Regions from separate parts of the Sus scrofa genome. Here all the other regions are linked to region 3. Evidence: chromatin contacts called from public Hi-C data. All regions are on one chromosome and are shown on one strand. Each heading gives the region's core, a stretch centred on a gene start, on an enhancer-like site or on the middle of the called end of the contact. The rest is flanking DNA. Distances are from core to core; before and after follow the strand shown. Region 1 has its middle 25 kb from the start of VIM. Region 2 holds the start of TRDMT1 (tRNA aspartic acid methyltransferase 1). Region 3 overlaps CUBN (cubilin).

Region 1 (4,925 bases), core at 419-2,918, 200 kb before region 3:
ATCCACCACCTTGGAACTGAACAATAGCTAGCTAAACAGAATGGCCACAGTGGCAAACTTGGAGACTACACATGTGCCCAACGGTGTGGACACCCATTTCCCAAGGGCGATCCAGCTCCTGCTTACTCAGGTTAGTATGCTCGGGCCATGTTATAGCTTTGGAGGTTCTCTGCCCTTAAAATGCATGTTTCTTGGTCCAGCTACTATGGAGAAGAGTATGGAGGTACCTTAAAAACCAAAAATAGAGTTACCATATAATCCCGCAATCTCATGGTTATATGTTGGGAAAAAAAAAATTCTACTTTGAAAAGATGCATGCACCCCAATGTTTGTATCAGCACTCTTTACAATAGCCAAGACCTGGAAACAACTTAAATGTCCATCATAGAGGAGTAGATAAAGAAGATATGGGTGTGTGTGTGTGTGTGTAATGGAATATATAATTCCATATACATACACAATGGAATATTAGCCATTAAAAAGAGTGAAAATAATGGCACTTGCAGCAACATGGATGGACCCAGAGATTTTCATGCGAAGTGAAGTAAGTCAGACAGAGATAAATATATGATATCACTTAACATGTGGAATCTTTTTTAAAATGATGCAAATGAACTTATTTACAAAACAGACGTAGACTCACAGATGTAGAAGACAAACTTATGGTTATCAAAGGAGAAAGGGATAAATTAGGTTGGGATTAGCAGATACACACTACTGTATATAAAAGATATAACCAACAAGAACTGACTATATGGCACGGGGAAATATAGTCACTATCTTATAATAACTTATAATGGAAAAGAATCTGAAAAAGAATATAAATATATATATCTGAATCACTTTGCTGTATACCTGAAACTAACACAACATCCTAATAATTCAATAAAAAATTGTTTTGGGAAAAAACATACTTCTTTCTCCTCTGGGCAGCTAATTGGATGCTATACTTTATCTTCTCAAGCTTTGGCCTAAAGACAATAGTCCATCCTTGGCAGAAACATGATTATAGCATATTTTTAGAACACACACACACACATAAAAACAGTATTGGGATTAAAACTTTGTGTCATTTTGGTGGTCTCACATTTTACAAACTTTTGGGGGGGCTCACATTTTACGAATTCCAACTTGATTAATAGATCCATTTAAAAGAAGGTCCATTGGCCAAATCACATGAACATAGAGCTGCTTTGAAATAGGTCACCTTGTATTTTTTTCTTATCAACCATTTTAGATGCTGTTCCCATTACAAAATCTCATGTAAGCAGAAACTAAAATCTCATCAGCATGATATGGTCAAGAGGACTTTATGGTCAAGCCAAGAAATGTCATTACCCCTCGGTACTGAAAGCCAGGCCTTGGTCTGAGTATAACAAATTCTTGAGTAGAACAAACTGGAACTGCCTGAGTGACATTCTGTTTCAGCTCCGGTCTGGCAGTTTGACGCCAAAGAACTCAAACAGTCCCTGGTGGGCCTGAAAGTTGACCCCTCAGAACAGCCAGTGTGATTTGCTGAAACACATGGCAGTTAGAGCAAAAATTGCCTGTTTCTGTCAAACTCCACAGGGAGAAACATTTTGAAATGTATTCTGCCTGGAGCTGATTGCATCGTTTCATAGGCAGTTCACCCCATCTGCCACCTGGGGACAGCGTCAACCTCTCCATGTTTAGTTCTCACAGTAAACCAGTGTAAGATCCATGAGTCACAGGCAGAAAGAGGGTTTGTCTGGAGATGATGAGGAGAACATTCAGTTATCTGACTCGATCCGTGACCCTACATCTATTGTTGGTGGTCTATATTATCCACATTTAATTGGAATTGAAAGATGGGATTTGTTGGCTGGGGTGAAATAGACAATGAGTGGGAAAAGAAAGGCTTTGGAGATGGTCAAACATAATGCAAGCTTCCTATAGTTAATGTTAGACTTTATGTTAATATAAAATTAATTTTGCTTTTGGACGGTGAGCTATTAGGTATGGAATTTCTGAATTGTCAAGAAAATCTTTGGCACCTCAAGGGATGCGAAAACCATCCAGTCATTGTCTCTTTTTCAAGGTATATGTTGCTTCACATTCAGGACGACGGGGGCTGAAAGAGAAGGTTGGCTCTCTCTTATAGAAAGGCTTCAGGAAAAGCTTTGGATATACAATGGTATATCTCCCATTTAAGGGTCCTTCTCTCCATGATTTTCCAGTTAGATGGTTAGAACAGTGCCCAGTCTATCATAAAGCAAATTTCCATGTACTTGGTGTGATGAAGGGAATGCCTCTGTCCCCTCAAAATGCATAGGTTGAAAGCCCTAAACCCCAGTGTGAAGGTAGGTGGAGGGGCCTTTGGAGGTAATTAGGGTTAGATGAGGTCATAAGAATGGGGTCCGCACAATAGGATTAGTGCCCTTATAAGAGACCAGGAAGCCAGCTCTCAGTCTCTCTCTAACTCTCTCTGCCATAGGAGGTCCCAGGGAAAAGACAGCCATCTGCACACCAGGAAATGGGCTCTCATCAGATACCAAATCTACCGGCACCTTGATCTTGGAATTCTCAGTCTCCAGATCTGTGAGAAATACATGTTTGTTGTTTAATACACTCAGTTTATGATATTTTGCTATCATAGACCAAACTAAGATGCATGGGGTTTTGGGGGGGCGTGCTCTATGATATTCCCTTGAGGTCTATCTCTACACCGATATTACACCCTTTTATTTTACTCGAGTCCTATCTGGTAAGGCATATCTTTCCGAGGTAGTGTTCATCTAAAAGAGTGTCTTATTTCTTCTCATCCCTTTGCTTTTCTTTGCACGTAATTTGTCTGTGGGTAGTTTTTTCAAAGAAGCAGTGATATTCTTTGCAATTAATGACAGTTTTATCTCTTCTTTCTGTCATTATGCTTTTAATCTTTTTTTTTTTTTTTTCCTGTAGTGCAGTATTGGATAGGAGCAGAGAGAGTGGGCATCCTTGTTTTTCTTGGTCTTAAAGGGAATAATTCCATTATTTCATGATTGTTTTTCAAGTTTACTCTTGGTTTCTTTTAGCTATCTCATCGCAACTTAAAAAAGGGCCTCTATATTCCTATTTTGCTAAAAGTTTTTATAACAATTCGGTGTTGACTTTTATGGAATTTTTTTCTGTGTCTCTTAAGTAGATCATACGGTTTTTGTTTTTGTTTCTGTCTTTTCTAGGGCCACACCCACAGCATACGGAGGTTCCCAGGTTAGGAGTTCATCAGAACTGCAGCCGGCAGCCTATGCCACAGCCCCAGCAATGTGGGATCTGAGCTGCGTCTGTGACCTACACCACAGCTCACTGCAATACTGGATCCTCAATCCACTGAGCAAGGCCATGGATCGAACCTGCAACCTCATGGTTCCTAGTGGGAGTCGTTAACCACTGAGCCATTATGGGAACTCCCAAACTGGTTTTTAATATTAAAATAATCTCATATCCCTGAGCTGTCCTCAACATTTATTTTTATATGTTTAAAATACAGAAATATGTTTTAAAAATGTAGTGCTTGATTTGTGTAATGGTAAGAAAACTATATCACTTAACATCTCCTGTTTCAAGGAACCTAACTGATCCCAGTGTCATTCCTCTGGATTCACTACTACATTTGGGTCAAGGACACACTTCCCCTAGGCCGCCCCCAAACTATTGGCTGAACACAGTAAAGATAATAGTACTGACCCAGTCCTGTGGCACATGGAACTCATTTAACCAGCAACTAACTTGAGGACCTTCTGCGGGCTTTGCTGAAACTTAAATCTGTACTGCCGTCCGAGGCTGCTCCTAGTACTCCATCCTTCCTTCTCTCCTTTCACTGATGTCAGCCTAAAGGCTTACCTATCTATTCATATGTCTTTCATTTTATCTTTCAAAATAAATCTCTTGTACATCTAATTTCATCTTTTGCTGTTCAAAGAACCACAGCGAACACTAGTTGGTTTGCTGATGTTTTGTTAGGATAGTTGCGTCTCTATCCATGGATATAGTTGACCTGCAGTATTCATTTCCTACTGGGTCTTTGTCTAGTTTTGGAATTAAGTTATGCCATATTCACATAATGAGTTAGAAAATGTTCTCTCATTTTTATGATTTAAAACTGTTTGGGATGAACTGGAATTTCTACATTACATGTTTGGTAGACTTCAATTGTTGGGATATTTGTTCTTAATATTTTCTTTTAAGAAAGACTGTTCAGGTTTTCTTTATCTTCTCAAGTCAGTTTTGATTGAGACTTTTGATTTCAATCTCAACAGAGTACCTTGTATCTATGGCAATCTATAGTTTCCAAAGGTGGCCCCAACATTCTGTCTCATTCCACGTGCTTTCCTATAATGTGACCTTGCCACTCCCACATTGAGCAGTGGAGTCTGTTTCTGCACCCTTGAATTTGGGTCTTCTCTGTGACTGAGAGAATGTAGTGGAAATTATGCTGAGTTATTTACAGACATAGGCATTATCAAATTTGGACATTTCTGCTCCGGTCTCTTAGCAGCAAGTCACACTGTAAGAAGTATACCTTTCCTGAGACCATACTGTAAGGAGCCTCAGCCATGGATTATGAGACAATATGTGGAAAGTGAAAGAATCCAAGGAACACTGAGGCCTGAGAGTTAAGAATGAAGAAGTCCTCTTCTTCTATGTCCAGTCCAGTTAAGGCTTCCGATGACCCCAGCCTCAGCTACCACATGACAACAATGCCCTGATGATCCCTAGTAAATTCTTTCCAGCTGAGCCTGGTCAACCCACAGAACCACAGATTGTTCTCAGCTGCTGAGTTTTATAATTGTATAGTTCATAGTGGCAATTGATAACTGAATACCTGTCTACTCCTTGAAAACAACTATAATAATTGGAACACACACAACTGTGTAAAGCAACCAATACAGTCAAGAGTTGAGATTAAGAGTTTCTGTTGTGGC
Region 2 (4,841 bases), core at 686-3,185, 150 kb before region 3:
CCCTAGGCATATGGAAGTTCCCAGGATAGGGGGCAAATCAGAGCTACAGCTGCAGGCCTACGGCACAGCCACAGCAACCAACACAGAATCCCAACTGTGTCTTAACTTACAGCACAGCTCAAAACAATGCTGGATCCTTAGCCCACTGCAAGGCCAGGGACAGATTTTTAAAAGTTCTTTCTAGATCATTTCACTGTAAGTGGATAATAAACATGTGGCTCAATCAGGAATAATTTTTTCTGACACTAGTTCAGCCACAGAATCTTAGAGCTACAGGGTGCTCAGCAATCCTTTCCCTTCTTTCTCTTTATTTTACAGATGAGGAAAGCAGGCTCACCGCCAAGGCACACAACGAGTTATTGGCAATGCCAGGGCTAAGACCCTGTTCTCTGGTGTCTTTCTACCACACCACTCCTCTGACCTGAAATAAGTGACCAATCCAAAAACATTTAGGAGTTTCCTGTTGTGGCTCTGTGGGTTAAGAAACCGACATAGTGTCCATGAGGATTTGTGTTCAACCCCTGGCCTTGCTCACTGGGTTAAGGATTCAGTGTTGCCGTGAGCTGTGGTGTAGGTCACAGTTGTGACTCGGATCCAGTGTTGCTGTGGCTGTGGTGTAGTCTGGCAGCTGCAGCTGCAGCTCCAATTTGACCTCTAGCCTGGGAACTTCCATATGCTGCAAGTGCAGCTGTAACAATAAAAATTATATATATATGTATATACATACACGCACCTATAATCAGTGACTGTGCAATAATACGGCATTTCCAAGGATTTGAAATTTGCTGGATTTGCTACAAGGAACTTCCATATGCCTCAGGTGCAGCCCTAAAAAGAAAAGAAAAAACCAAAATTTAAAGGCCAATATACATTTATGATTAAAAAACGTCATGGAACCCATCAACCTGGATCAGTAACTTTCATAGTTCAGATACAGTAGTCATACTTTGTTAACAGCATCGTGATATTAGTACGTGTGAAAATTTCTAACCAGTTAGTTTTTACTACAAGCGGTCCTCCCCAGTTTCTCCTAACAATAGAAAAACACTTCACAATGAGACCATTTCTTCTGGATGCGATCATGTTTTCTTAGTTTGTAATCAAAGTTCTAACAGTTAGGTCACTGGATGGACTTGGAGGCGGGTTCCTGTAAAGGAGCAGAACCCTCTGGAGCCTTCCTAGGACAGACCCCTCCCCGACCTCCTCTGCTTTAACTCCTCTGGGAAGTACCTACATAATTAGTACTTCATGAGTATTTCCTGAGTTTTTTAGAGGCCAAATCCACCACCAAGTGAAAGGAATTAAGTACTTGATGATCGTGAGAACTACAGCCTTCCGACCTTTTGGCGCCTAAGGATTGACGCCATCAACCAGTCAGAGACCTGTGCCCAATCTGATCACAACCATGGGATACCCTTCCCGCACCTGACCGGTAAAAATGATTTGGGGAAACCCTGTAGGGAGTTTAGAGTTTTTGAACACCAGCCAGCTGTTCTTCATGCTTGGTACTGTTAAAAACCTTTCTTCAACTCTGATGTTTCAGCGTTGCTTTGCTTTCACAGTTGTGTTGCTCTCACACTGAGTGTTTCTGGATTCTAACCTGTGCTTACTCACCTTAGGCAAAGGCAGATTTCAGCCCCTTTACTGAGCTCCCAAGGCCCTCCTTAGAAGGAGGATGGAACAAAAACCAGGCCACGGAGTGGCTGCTATTCACGTGGGAGGTCTTGGTGCTTTTTGCCCTTTGTCCCCCCTGCTGACCCTTGCAGACTCCCCGCCCGGCCCTGCGCTGCTCTGTGAGGACCTGAGGCTGAGCTTTAAGTGGGGGGAACTGAAACGCCGCGGAACCAGACGCGAGGGAGCAGCGCGGCCGGGGGAAGATGGGGCAACAGGACCGGCAGGCCTAGCTCCGCGACGACGGCGGCGGCGGCGTGGGAATGGAGCCCCTGCGGGTCCTGGAGCTGTACAGCGGCATTGGGGGCATGCACCAGGCGCTGAGAGGTGAGAGGGGGCCTGGGGCCTCTCTGTTTGCGCGACGGCGCGGGTCAGAGCTCGGGCTCCTGGGAGGGGCGGAGCGGCGAGACGCCAGGGGCGGAGACTGGGGGGGGGGGTAGGGAAGCTGGGAGGTTGGGGGGATGGGGGTGGTGTGCTTGGTTGTCTTGGAAACCATCAGGCGTGGCGACCCAGCTGGCCTCTTCGGGCGGAAACTGCTTTCCTCAGGCCGCGAGCCTTGTTCGTAGGGCGACTAGGGCACTTACCCAGACTCAGTCTGTGAGTCCTGATCCCCCAGGCGTGGCTGTGAAGTCAAACCGAGATGGCACTGACAGAGGGGGAGGGGCGAGCCCTCCCCCGCCCCCGATTCCGCGCATTGCCAGCCCCCAATTCTGAGTGTGACTGTCACCTAGAGGCGTGTAATCTTGGTCTTTTATCCTCGAAGAAGTCACAGCGGGGGGGGGAGGTCGCTGGGCAGGGTTCTGCTAGTGAGGATGGGTGTTCAAAGTGATAACTGTCTTGTAAGGTAGAAGTTGGTGAACACTAAGTGGAACTGTAGGGGAAGCTTAGAGAAAAATCCTGGTCCATTCTGGTCATTGAGAAGAAACATCTTGGAGTTCTCGCTGTGGTGCAGTGGGTTAAGAACCCCACTCTAGCCGCTGAGGAGGTGCAGGTTGGAACCGGAAGGTGCTGTGGATTAAAAAAATCCCTGGCCCAGGAATTTTCTCTGCAGGGGTTGGGTGGGGCGGCCTTTAAAACAAAACAAGGAAAGAAAAGAAGAAAAGAAACCTCTCGTCTTGTTGTTTTGTCTGTATACTTTTAGGCGCCAGAAGTACTGAGTTCAAACTTAGTTGCAATGTGACCTTGGGCTAATTCCTTAGCACTTGTGAACCTGGTTGTTGGTTTTAACTTTGGAATGGATTAGCAATGAGATCCTGCTGTGTAGCCCTGGGAACTACGTCTACTCACTTATGATGGAGCATGATCATGTGAGAAAAAGAATGTATACATGTATGTGTGGCTGGGTCATCATGCTGTACAGTAGAAAAAATAGCGTATTGGGGAAATAAAAAAATGTCTACATCAAAAAAAATTGTGAACAATAGTTCTTCCCAGAGATGGATTATTATGAGGCTTAAATAAAAAGTGAGGAAAGTTTAATAATCCCTGATACATTGTAACCACTCAAAATATAAATTGTCACTATCTTCTGTACCTCCTCCATTTTGAGGTTTTTACATGGGGTGCTAAGTTGGTTTATTTTTGGTGATATTCACTCGAAAAAGGTTTATTGAGTTCTTCTTCTGTTCTTGCACTGTGCTGGGCGCTGGAGGTAGAGAATGATGAATAGACTTGGAATGTGCATGTTTATTCTTAAATTACTAAGACAACCACAAAACTGAAACTTCCCTGCTTCCTTTTTTAGTACCAAGGGTAACAAGAGAGTTATACTGTAAAAGACAGACAGTAGGTAGTGAGATGAGCACCTAAGTTTGTTTTGATTCTAGAAGAGATTAGTGATTATCAAACTTTTATTGCTTACCAATTATTTAATGGTATGTTCAGTTCTCATACCAAAACTTAACAGCAAGAAAACTAAGCAAAACTTTAGTACTGTTTGCTCTCTTAATTTTCTAAGGTTGTATAATGTCAACATTTTACCTCATATCTTGAAACCCCTTAAGGAATGTGATTTTAAAGTTCACTTAATACTTTATCATAAGCCACAATTCAATAACTCCTTAAGTGTTGAACATTAGATTTCCCCTCCATTCTTTTATTTTATTTTATTTTATTTTTTTTTTGCATTTTCTAGGGCTGCTCCTGTGGCATATGGAGGTTCCCAGGCTAGGGGTCTAATTGGAGCTGTAGCTGCCAGCCTACGCCAGAGCCACAGCAACGCTGTGCTGTAGGTTGCAATGAGCTGCTTCTGCAACCTACACCACAGCTCACAGCAATGCTGGATCCTTAACCCACTGAGCAAGGCCAGGGATCGAATCTGCAACCTCATGGTTCCTAGTAGGATTTGTTAACCACTGAGTCACCATGGGAACTCCCCTCTCCATTTTTTATAGCCCATATGAATGTGCTACAGTTAATTCTTGGGCATAAATCTGGATTTTTCTCTTTAGCATGTTTTCTAGAAGTTGAGTTAATACAAGACTGACTATGTGCTGGTTACCAAGTCAAAAATTATGAGAACTTTTCAAGACTTAAAGGTTTCTGAGTGCCTCCTTCTACTACCTATCCTTTGACTTGAATTTATCTATTTTTAACCTTTGTAAATTTGATGGGGAAGCTGTATAATTTTAATTTGCATTTTGGGGGAAGGGTTAATAAAGCAAATATTTTCCTCTGACCAGCCAATGCAACCTGAATTTATACACTTATTTCTATTACTATGACTGTCATCCGGAATCTAAGCCATATCTTTTCCTACTTAAATTATTAAAATAATTTCCCTGCTGCTCCCCTGCTTTCTTGCACTCTGCTTTCCTACCCCATCCTCTGTCCACATAGGAACAGTGTGATCTCTCACAAAGAAAACTGGATCATGTCACTCCCCAGCTTCACGGGCATCCCTTTGAGGTTAGAATCACAGCCTCCTCTTCCTAGTGGGGCCTGTGAGATCTGGCTTCTGTCCCTCTCCAACTTCATCTGTTCTCCCCCCCCTGCCAGCTTCTCTTTCCAGGCTCAGGGATCTTTCTCTGTGCTCCTCAAACCCTCAGAGTTCTTGCTGTGTTCTGGCCTTTGCTCTTGCTAGTCTCCACCCAGAGTGCTCTAACTCCAGACTTTCTGCTGCAGCTGCATTTCATCTTTCATGGCTTAGTTCATATGTGGCCTCTTCAGAG
Region 3 (4,951 bases), core at 1,212-3,711:
TAGCTCTGATTTGACCCCTAACCTGGGAACTTCCATATGCCTCAGATGCAGCCTTAAAAAGAAAAAAAAAAAAAGGAAAAAGAAATTTGGGAGCTTTTCCTTATAACATTTCTGCAAGTTTAAAATTCTATCACAATTAAACATTACCAAAGACACTAAACACTTATTTTAAGAAATTAGAAAAATGACAACCATTGCTAAGAATAAGAAAACTACTTCATGGGGAATTCTGTGGCTGAAAATGAAAGACTTCTTGTCACTGTATACATTTCTAAATTTGACCCAATGCATTTGAACCTTTCCAGTGTTTATTCCTTTCATGCTATTTTTCCTGTTACTTAATTCTCATTGTTACGTTGCTCTTTGCAAATGAAGTATGAGAAACAAACACCTTTTGCAGCAGAGTCTTTGAGGTCATGTGTAAACCAGAGGTGCTCCTAAGCCCAGAGCCTGTGGGATTTAGGAGGGTGTTATGTCTCTCCAGGCTCATGTTTCCACCTGGGATGTATACCTTTTTAGAGAGTCTGAGTTTTCATTTTGCATAATATTTAGAAAACTATTTCTTAGACCAAAATACTACCCGGTGTAGACATAGACGAGGTGACTGAGCTTCCCAAGCATTTCGCGCCTTCAGATTGTTCCAGAAATGCAATTCTCAGACATCCCCCTTCAGAAGAGTACTCAGAGCCTTTCTCAGATGTGCTCCTCTGACACAGTCCTGCAGCCAGAGATCCCCAGGTACTCATCTTTTAAAGCCCCAACTCTCTTTAAAAAAATAAAAAGGTAAGTGAATATTCCACCTGGAGTCCCTCCCAATTTCTCATTTATTTCTTCTCAGAGCAGGTGGCCATGATTCTTCTTTTCAGGCTGTTCCCTGTAGTAGTTTAAATTCTATGTCTTGGAAGTATGGCTGTAGATGTCTCCAGAATCCTGAGTGTGAGCAAATCCTATTCCTTTTTCTCTCATGGATCCCGCTCTCGAGACAGTTCATTATCCAGCTCCAGCACCCGGGAAATTGAATCCTCAGCAATGACAATCAGTTATATCATATGACTGACATATTCCTTGGACTTCGTTCAGGTGTTTAACATCCAATGACCCAAACTGACTTCCCAAGGAATTATAGCATGCACACAATTTTCCATACTTCTGTGGTTTTATCTGCCTCGTATATGTGGTCCAAACCGCAGCTGCATATTAGATTAGGATTTGGGGCAAGTCACTTGAACTCCCTGGGCCATAGTTTTCTCATCTGTAAAATTAAGGGATTGGATTTGATGATCTTTGAGATGTCTTCTGGCTCTAATCAACTATGAGCACAAATTTAATTTGCTGCATGAATAAGCTAGCAATAACTGAGATAACAGACAGTGCAGGAAGGGCCTCCTCAAATACTATGGAACCTTCTGTAATGATACACAAGTTATCTCTGCAACGACTGCTAGAGCTCTGCTGGAACCACACTAGCTTGTAAGGCAACACCCAGTGCATGAAGAACCAAGAGCAATAGGAATCATCTGGCAGGGAAGATGTAAAGTTTTAATTCAGGACGATAAGATACCAGGACAAATAACAGTAAGTTGTGAAACACAAAAGCAACAAGCTGGAAAGTAAAGGAAACTGACAAATAAAGAGAAGACTAGAAAAGACAGTGGATAATAGAGAAGAGCATCTTGAGGTGGCAAGCACTGAAGACTCTCCAATCCGCCTCCATGTGTGGTAATCACCGCTTTGGCTCGTTGGGTCCAGACAGGGCTGAAATCACAGGCGAGGGAGTGTTTGCTTTCCGTCCCTTGGCTGAGCCTGGCTGGTCACTGTGTGCCTGCCTTTTACAGAATGATTTCATCTGTCTGACTCCCACCGTCAAATATTCTAAATCGCAACCAGATGACTGGATTCAGGAAGCTCTGTGGCACCCTCAGCTTGATGTTTTGGCGCCTGTCTCAGTGTCCATGTAGATGAGGACCTGAGCGATTGGCTCCTGTGACTTGTCGAGGACGCCCCTGCAGGGCAGCTCAGGGAAGGTCTGGACTCAGGAGACGGATGGCGGGGTCCGGCTGGTGACTGCTGGCTCTGGGCTCGCCCTCTAGGTGGCCGGAGTTTGAGTGAGATGCCCACCTGAAGCAGAAACAGGAGGCATTAGGATGCTTTCTTTTCAGGTGTCATCTTCTTTTTGATGTTTTCTGCAGAATGAAACAGTATCAGGAAAGTGTCAATGGAGGCTCAGTCATTGGCCTTCATCCTATTTTATTGCTTTAGCAAAAGCTATTTTTAGAGCAATAATGACAATGTGTGGTTGCTGACTTTCAGTCCCTCATACAACAGGCCTGAGTTTCTCTGCTGAAGGCTTCCCTGTCTTCATCTGATAAAGGTTAAATTTTCTAACTTGAGTCCAGTTACTTTTCCATCTGTAGTTTGTAATGAGGCTATGATCTCAGTCCTTAAATATGTGCTTGGGAGGAAAGGGATCAGCTCCTGGTCATGAATTTGACTGCTTCCCTCATCACTGTTTCTGCCTCCCTCCAGATGTGCTTGGGGAAGAGAAACAAAGAACTAAAAGGAAAATATTCTTGGGTAAAGACTCTTGAGAATCTCTTAGCAACTGATTATAAAACCAGGTTTTAAATCCTTGCTTATTTTAAAGTACAAGGCATTTGAATGCTGAGAGAATAGAACTGATTAGTTAACTTTACTTATTTAAATGATAATATTCATTTCTATTAACATAGACATTAAAATAATCCTACCATGAAGGGACTTTAAAAGGATAAGAAAGAATGGAGAAATGTATCTAATGCATTTTTTATTCTAACATTAGGTGAAAACCTGTATAACTTTTAGTCTAGTGTTTTTCAAGCATTGAAACATTCATGACTCTTTAGTGGGTCATGATATTATTTTATTAGATTGCTACCTACCTTTGTTAAAAGTGTGGAATAGGATAGAAAAGAATAGACAAGAAAGTATGAGACCTTATCATGCAAAGTTTGGTATAAATTCATGAAACCCGTTTGCATTATCCATGTGTGTGCGTGATTGATATAAATGTATTTTTAATGGTGTGTCAGACAATTCAAAACACTAATCTACTCCAATTACCTTATTTTCCAAATGAGGGGAATTGAAGTCCAGAATTGAATTTTTCCTTCCAAGAATACACAGGTAGTTAGTTTAGAACCCAAACAGTCCGGTCTGAACATTGAATCCATTTGCTTTTCCATTGTTTAGATTAGCTCTTGAAAATGCTTATAGGAACTGCCGGCGATGTGGCTGGTATCATTCACTTTAGAGCTATGGTAGAACCATGGAGGAATTTCCTTCCTTCCTTCCTTTGTTCCCTCTTTCTTTCTTTAATGGCCACACCCATGGCATATGAAGTTCCCGGCCAGGGATTAAATCTGAGCCACAGCTGTGACCCATCTCCCAGGAATTTTCATTTCTTTGCAAAGAGAGAAATGTTACAATCATTTGGGAAAATGGCCAGGAAGTGTCAGAACCTCATCAATATTAGCTTAAAAATGGGCTTTCTCAGCCTCCTCATGCCCAGCCCGGAGTCCCACCTACCCAACAGTGGGTGTTCAGTGTTGTTTTTCATCCATTGTCCTGTCACTGAGCCCAGAAAAAGCATCTAAGAGTGATGAGTCAAAAAATGGTAATGGAAGGGTAAATGAAGTTTCCTTTAGAAGAAATGAATGCTATTTTAAATCTTTAATCCAGTAGAGTGGTGTTCTCAAATTGTTCATTGGAAACTTAAGGTAAGGTTTTCTTGGTACAAATTCAGATATTAGGGGCCCATCCAGAAATTCTGATTCAAATAGGTCTAGGGTAGGTTTTCAACGAGCAGTTCAAGTGATTCTAGTGAAAATTTGCAGTTCGTCAGAGACTCTAAAAGTCAAGTCCTAGCATATAAATCGCTATGAGGTGTAATGGGGAACTGGGCTATTGCTGCTCATCGTAGGAAGTCCTTGTTATGATTTGGTGAAAGAAAGGCTGCATTTGAAGTCAGAGCCTTGGTTCCAGTCTCAGCCTTGATGCTAACTTGGAAAGCTTTGGGCAGGTCACACGCCTCTCTGATTCTTTCTATCCAACTTGAATTCTGTATTTTCCACTCTGAGATATTCAGATATTTTCCCTCTGGAAAAGGTTTTTACTAGGTCTGTTGGTTTTGTTTGTTTGTTTGTTTGTTTTTTAAGATTTATTCTCTTATTGGTCAGTATTTTCTCATATTTTTGCATGTCTGGCTATCCCAGCACTTGCCAGCTCAGTAGATTTATCTTATCTAATGGATCATATTTTTTAGTTCTTAGAATGAAAATGCTAAACAAAACACTTAATTGTGATGTTCTTAGTTTTCTACTCACCTTCATTTCTAAATTGACTTTTCATACTTAGAGAAACCAGGGATTATTACAGAGCATAGGGCCTGGAAGGGGAGGACTTGGGTTTAAATTATATCTTTGCTATGTCTGAACTAAGTAATTTTTCAGAACTTAACCTCCAGGAGTCTCTGATTGTTCATCTGTGGCTCTCTAAAAATTGGAGGTTATAAGATCTGGCAGTTTCACATAGTTGAGGAAGATCCAAAGAGACATTTTCTGTAAAAATCACATAATAGCTGTAAAGCACCATGACTGTGCCAAATTTAAAATTACTGATAATCCAAGTACAGTTTTACAATAGCTGCTCTAGTGATTTGGCTTATATTCATAATTCATTAGAATCGGTGATCTGCGTGGGAAAAACAAGAAGCCATGACTGTGATCGCCTAGCAGAAAATTGTAGGTAAAAGTTAGATTTGGGTTAATGAGGCTTCTTCCTTCCTTACAGAGAAGCTGAACCTGTAATTTTATCTTCTCTCAAGTATGCACTTTGAAGATGGTTCAACCAAATATGCCAATAGAAGCAGATGGTGATTTCAGGGTTGATTATTTATGTAGCTCACGTCTAGAAA

What was found. Hi-C and Micro-C count contacts between places; a contact is called where the count stands out from the background.
Region 1: a contact with region 3 is called in a Hi-C map of embryonic fibroblasts, with 2.7 times the contacts expected there. The contact joins two enhancer-like sites. A contact is called at or near these places in 2 of 47 Hi-C or Micro-C datasets (embryonic fibroblasts and heart right ventricle) and 1 of 2 datasets of contacts at active chromatin or transcription factors (alveolar macrophages).
Region 2: a contact with region 3 is called in a Hi-C map of embryonic fibroblasts, with 2.8 times the contacts expected there. The contact joins the promoter of TRDMT1 here to the enhancer-like site in region 3. A contact is called at or near these places in 4 of 47 Hi-C or Micro-C datasets (embryonic fibroblasts, fetal skeletal muscle, fibroblasts and 1 more) and 2 of 2 datasets of contacts at active chromatin or transcription factors (alveolar macrophages and skeletal muscle).

What each region holds. Positions count from the first base shown.
Region 1 is chr10:43,539,099-43,544,023 of Sscrofa11.1, reverse strand. No RefSeq gene overlaps it. Among named protein-coding and RNA genes, the nearest start is that of VIM, 25 kb to the right of the region's middle. Within about 2 kb of position 1,668, at least 6 of the 83 cell types and tissues checked have an H3K27ac peak or open chromatin away from gene starts, as enhancers often do. A contact at or near this core is called in embryonic fibroblasts, where this site is marked.
Region 2 is chr10:43,488,177-43,493,017 of Sscrofa11.1, reverse strand. It overlaps TRDMT1 (tRNA aspartic acid methyltransferase 1), which reads left to right and starts at 1,935. Exons shown (of 11, transcript NM_001162885.1): 1 at 1,935-1,998. The coding sequence starts at 1,935.
Region 3 is chr10:43,340,396-43,345,346 of Sscrofa11.1, reverse strand. The region is part of intron 22 of CUBN (cubilin); the gene reads left to right. Among named protein-coding and RNA genes, the nearest start is that of CUBN, 72 kb to the left of the region's middle. Within about 2 kb of position 2,461, at least 27 of the 83 cell types and tissues checked have an H3K27ac peak or open chromatin away from gene starts, as enhancers often do. A contact at or near this core is called in embryonic fibroblasts, fetal skeletal muscle, skeletal muscle and 1 more, where this site is marked.